Linked DNA regions of Cricetulus griseus: region 2 is linked to region 1. A link is a contact called in public Hi-C data. All regions are on one chromosome and are shown on one strand. The core of a region is the stretch at or near the end of the contact, and the rest is flanking DNA. Distances in the headings are between cores, read along the strand shown. Region 1 holds the start of LOC100771208 (60S ribosome subunit biogenesis protein NIP7 homolog). Region 2 overlaps Pam (peptidyl-glycine alpha-amidating monooxygenase).

What was found. Hi-C and Micro-C count contacts between places; a contact is called where the count stands out from the background.
Region 2: a contact with region 1 is called in a Hi-C map of the CHO-K1 cell line, with 5 times the contacts expected there. The contact joins the enhancer-like site here to the promoter of LOC100771208 in region 1. A contact is called at or near these places in 3 of 8 Hi-C or Micro-C datasets (the CHK-Q cell line and the CHO-K1 cell line).

Annotation. Positions count from the first base shown.
Region 1 is chr2:448,004,672-448,007,546 of CriGri-PICRH-1.0, forward strand. It overlaps LOC100771208 (60S ribosome subunit biogenesis protein NIP7 homolog), which reads left to right and starts at 1,251. Exons shown (of 2, transcript XM_035439295.1): 1 at 1,251-1,537; 2 at 1,539-1,820. The coding sequence starts at 1,254. The coding sequence ends at 1,785.
Region 2 is chr2:448,344,128-448,346,923 of CriGri-PICRH-1.0, forward strand. It overlaps Pam (peptidyl-glycine alpha-amidating monooxygenase), which reads left to right. Exons shown (of 19, transcript XM_027397706.2): 19 at 135-983. The coding sequence ends at 313. Among named protein-coding and RNA genes, the nearest start is that of Gin1, 46 kb to the right of the region's middle. Within about 2 kb of position 1,349, at least 1 of the 6 cell types and tissues checked has open chromatin away from gene starts, as enhancers often do. A contact at or near this core is called in the CHO-K1 cell line, where this site is marked.

The sequences.
Region 1 (2,875 bases), core at 1-2,500:
ATGTTGATGCTCTGACCTAAAGCATGGCTGTGTTTAATATAGAGACCATAGGAGATGATCAGATGTAAATGAGGTAATAAGGTTGGGACTCAAGACCAACAGGGTTGATGTCCTTATAACTGGAAGGGACAGACAGCTTTCTCTCCACAGTGTGAGAGACACAGTGAAAAGGTGGCAATCTGCAAAGCAGAAAGTCCTTGTCAAACACCACCCAACTGAGCCTTGATCTGCTGTGCTTGGCTCCCCAAAACAGTGAAAAAATGAATTATCTGTTTAACACACACACACACGTATGTTTTCAATTTAGAGACAAAATTTTGTGCTCAAAACCATAGAGAATCAATTATTTTCAGTGTAAAGAGGAAGAAAATATTTTCCTCAATTCTTCTAAAAAGGATGGGGTAGACAAATGTGTCTTGTGCTCCCTGCCGGGTGTGTCCATTTTAGAGAAAGACCATGAGAAAATGATGCTATTGCTTACAAGTTTATGAAGGAAAAAAGCATAAACAATTCAAAACCCAAACTAAATACTAAGGCAAAAGAATCACTACATACAATTTATTTCCCTTTAAAGGGGAGTTTATGGAAGTTCTCTTAAGAGGTACTTCTCAGGTTGTGTTGAAACCTCAATTGTAAGAGTCTTTTGTCACCAGTAGGGGGCAGCAAGGCACACTGGATCCCTCAATGTCTACCACTTGAAGATGGTGGGATAGCCTGAAGGTGCCTATCAGACCAACAATAAGTACTGCTGCATCACACAGGCCAAAAGGGAAATCTAACTACTAATAGGAGATAGTAACAATGCACAGGTCAAAGGCCAGGAAGATATCTCAGAAAAGTCCTTGCTGAGGATACAATCCCTGCAGGGATAGGTACCTGTAATCCCAGGCCTGGGAAGGCAAGACAGGAGAACCCCAAGCCTACTGGTGAGTCGTTTTGCAGAATAAGTGGGCTCTGGGTTCGAAGAGAGCTCCTGTCTCAAAGCCTAAGGTGGAGAGTGACGGAGAAAGACGCTCAACATCAACCCCTGCACGCACAGGTGCATGTGCGCGTGCACGAACACAACACATCAGACAAAACTTCCAGCACACCAATAGGAAGATGGAGGTGGAACTTAAAACATTTGCATTCCAGAAGTCAACAAGTGGCATCAGTCTGTAATCGTCCAAGGAATTCATCGGAATTACCCTGAGTAATTCAGATTATCTTGCTCTTATTTCTCACAGTTAAAATTTGGTGGGTTGAGCGGGAAGATGAGGCCCTTGACTGAAGAGGAGACCCGATTGCTGTTTGAGAAGATTGCGAAATACATCGGGGAGAATCTACAGCTCCTGGTGGACAGGCCCGACGGCACCTACTGTTTCCGGCTGCACAACGACCGAGTGTACTCTGTGAGTGAGATGATCCTGAAGCTGGCCGCCAACATCTCCGGGGATAAGCTAGTGTCACTGGGGACGTGTTCTGGAAAGTTTACCAAGACCCACAAGTTCCGGTTGCACGTTACCGCTCTCGATTACCTTGCACCCTAGGCTAAGTATAAAGCCTGGAGCAGAGCAGTCCTTCTTATATGGAAACCATGTGTTGAAATATGGTCTGGGTCGAATCACTGAAAATACTTCTCAGTACCAGGGAGTAGTGGTTTACTCCATGGCAGACGTTCCTTTGGGTTTTGGGGTGGCAGCAAAGTCTACTCAAGACTGCAGAAAAGTGGACCCCATGGCAATTGTGGTGTTCCATCAAGCAAACATTGGTGAATATGTACGGCATGAAGAGACATTAACTTAGTATGGGCATCCCAAGAACTCTTTGCTGTATGAGAGGACTTAAGCTGTTTCCTATGTGTGCAGACATCATCGTGTCAAATTTGGATAACACTGATATATGCAACTTGGATTCTTACTCAACAGAAATGGCTCAAAAATAGAGTTTCAGGCCATCTAGAGGCAAAAGCAGGTGGATCACAAGTATAGGGGGCTACTTGGGCAATTTCAAGGCTAGCCTGGGCTACATAGTGTGACCCCTGTCTCAAAAATCTAAAACAAACAAACCAAAACCTATCAAGTGTTTGTGTGAGTAAATAGTGTTTCTATTCTCAAAAAAAAAAAAAAATGGTGGGTTTTCCTCCCTCTTTTATTCAATTTCTTAAGCTCCCCTGGAAGGTAGTTCCATGACATTTTGCAAAGTTCACTAGTCTAAGACGTAGAGAAGGTTGACAGTTGCTCCTTCCTCCCCAGCAAACACAAAAGTAGAACTTGAAACATTGCAGAATTGCAGGGAAAAAAAAATAGGTTAAAAGGTTAAAAAAAAAAAAAGCTGTTAACCACCAATATCTGCCCAGTGAGTGAGGAGCTTAAAATATTAGACTATATGTTAAAAGTTGCAGGTAATACAGGTTTTTTAATCATATAAATTCTTACTGAGGAACAACACGGGAGAGAGGGTGGAAAGTTTATTAAGAGCAAGAATGCCGGAAAGTCTGCTGTGAAAGCAGTCCCTCCTAGAAATGGCTGCACAAACAAGTCCAGGACAGTGGCAATATTAATAGGTAACAATCAATGTGGAAAAAAGTTTCATGGGGTCCAACCTTCAGACAAAAACCTTCCGGGAGAGGGAGGGTCTACTTCTCCCATACTTACAATATGACGCGATCAGCCCTGAAACTATATACACACAAATAACAAAAATGGGTTCAGTGGGTTGTATTTACATATTTGTGTATATGTATGCATATTTATGTGACAATCATAATTGAAGAAAAAACAGATTACCAATCTGAGAGTAGAGGGGCATAGGAAGGGATGCTTGGGAGTGGCTAGATGGAGAAAAGGGGAATGGGAATGTATTTTAAAAGAAAAGGTATTTTTGAAAGCGTTTG
Region 2 (2,796 bases), core at 99-2,598, 340 kb after region 1:
AAAAAAAAAAAAAAAATCTACCCTCTCTGGTTCCCAACTTCTGTCCTTGTTTGAAATGTTTGAAAATTTACAAGGAGACTGACTTGTTTGTGCAGATTTTAAGTTTACAATGCCATTTGATTTTTTTTTTCCAGGAAAAGGAAGTGGAGGCTTAAATCTGGGAAATTTCTTTGCCAGCCGTAAAGGCTACAGCAGAAAAGGGTTTGACCGCCTCAGCACAGAGGGGAGTGACCAGGAGAAAGAGGAAGATGACGGCAGCGAATCAGAAGAGGAGTACTCCGCCCCACTGCCCACACCTGCACCTTCCTCCTGAACTCAGGCTCTCTTGCAGGTTGAGTGAGGGTTACCAAGAATGCCCAGGCTCCTTTCCCTTCAGTGCACGTGAAGGTCTGTGCATTTGATTGTAAACTGTACTAGTCTAGGTGGGACTGTACACACCTTACTTACTTCATTTGGTTCTGTTGGCTTCGGTTCCTAGGTGAGGGGTTTCCTGACAGTTCACTACAGTGCCATTGTCTTTATATCAACTTAGAGTAGAGAAAGGGCCCTCCTCTTCCATCCCAGCACTCCTACCCAGGATGGAAGGCTTGCTCATTTACATTTGGAGACCTTTTTTTTTTTTTTTTTTTTTTTTTTTTGTGGATGTAAATAGCCCCACTCTCTGCTTGAACACAGTATTTTCCCAACCCACACCCATTGCCAGTGTCTTTCTTTGGTGCCTTTCCTATTCAGCATTGTCAGCCTGTGGCAGTTGCGCTACACGACGAAAAGCTGCTAAATCTCCTTCTATTTTTTTAAGATCACTGACATTATATTGCAATGAGAGGAATTTTAAAAAGTCTCTATTTAAATTCTTTTTTTAAATTTCTCCTCAGTTGGTGTGTTTCCGGGATGTCTTATTTTTAGATGGTTACACTGTTAGAACACTATTTTTCGGACTCTGAATGTAATTTGTGTAATAAAGTGTTTTCGGAGCATTAGCAGTCAGAGTGTATTTTGTGATTTTTTTTTTGCATACTTAGACTATTTCATACACATCTTTTAATAATTACACAAATCAAAAAGTAGAATAAGTTCATTCTATTCAACCGAAAGAAATGCCTTATATAAAATGTAGAAGATAACCGTATGTGAGCAAGCTATATTAAAACTACGCCATGAGTATTCATCCATGAACAAAACCAGGTTCTCTTTGAAAACTCATAAAACGTTTCCTATATAGGTATATCAAATAGTAAAAATAGCTAACTTTGGGAGGGAGCCAAACACAAATGGATCCGTCAGCATAGTTTCACTATTACTGCATTCCTTTAAAGAATTTCTTGACCCCAGGGCCAATACAGGGGAAGTTCTCCCGCTGACCACAGATTGCTTTTTGAAAACATTTTTTTTTAATGATGCACCAGTGTAACTTAGTAAAAACCTGATAGCTTTCTAATTTAAATGATTTGACTCTAGAAACCTCTCATCAAAATGTCCACTTGCATTTCAGATGTCTTAGTAGTCGAACTAACTACTAAGGAAAGTCACTTGCTCAAAAATGTTATTGTTTCAAATCTTATTGTTTTTTCCTCATGATTAGATCTGACTGGAAGCGTTTGTCACTTCATACGCTGAGCTCACCCTCAAGTAAAAGCATCATGTTTTTTATTTCTGGGTTTTATCTTCTCGAATGAAGAAATCCATTCTCTCTCTTCCCAGTCCTTTATGTCCTTCTCACCAAATTGTTTCTGGTGAGAATGACATAAATGCAAGAACAGAATTTGCATGTTTGTGAGTGTGCTAAACTCTTATCTGATAACTTTCTATTGCAACAGCAGAATTAGTCCAGTACTCAAGATGCGTGTGACATAGACTGGCTTGGGTGCAATCCAAGCTTCCTTACATCTAGGGAGTTACACCAAAGCTGTCTTTTATGGCACAAAATTTGATACTTGGATCCATTTGCTATACTTTTAAAATATATATACCTGAACATATCTGAGCAGTTTTTCAATGGATTAATTGATAAAATGGATCAAAATAATAAAATACAAGGGGGCAAGAAAAAGGAAGTATGCGTTTCAAAATGGAATAATTGATGCAAAACTGTGAAACCTGATCGTGGAAAACAACAAATTTGGCTCCAGACTTTCTAGCAGCTCATTAAATACTACTTGATTACCTGCATAATTCATGAGTTTGTTAAACTTTCAGTATTCTTAATATTAAGATTAGAACAATTGCCTTCCAGGAGTCTTCTGAGAGATAGCACCTTGGAGGGTGATTTGAACTCTTCAGCAGTAGACAGAGAGTAGAAAAGTACATTTTGCAGATCTGTTTTTGTGTGGGTCTCTTAACATGAACACATGGCATTAGAAAAAGGGAATTTCAGAAAACATTTTTCTCAGACATTTTAACAAGTACTCGACTTCTATGGCTCAGATAAAGATGGAAACTGGAAACAAATGACCTACATTGACTTCAGGCAGTCTTTCCACTGGTTATTGTTCTTAGCTGAACTTTATTTACTGAGTCAATTAGATTGCTCTGCCCAAGACACACCCTAAAGGAATGGATTCCAGCCCTCAGTTCACAGAGGAATTTAAGGGCTTTGTTCCTCTTTCAGACACCCTTATTTACTGCAGTTTGGCCTTTAATGAACTACAGCTGGGGGGCGATGTTCTTAAATTTTCTGTAGATGAGTCTAATGTAAAACCAGAGTAGAAAGTCACTGCCCTTGAGAATGGCCATTTCTCTCCACCAGTTACATACAGATGGCTATATTTTCTCTAATTTATAATTTACAACAATTTG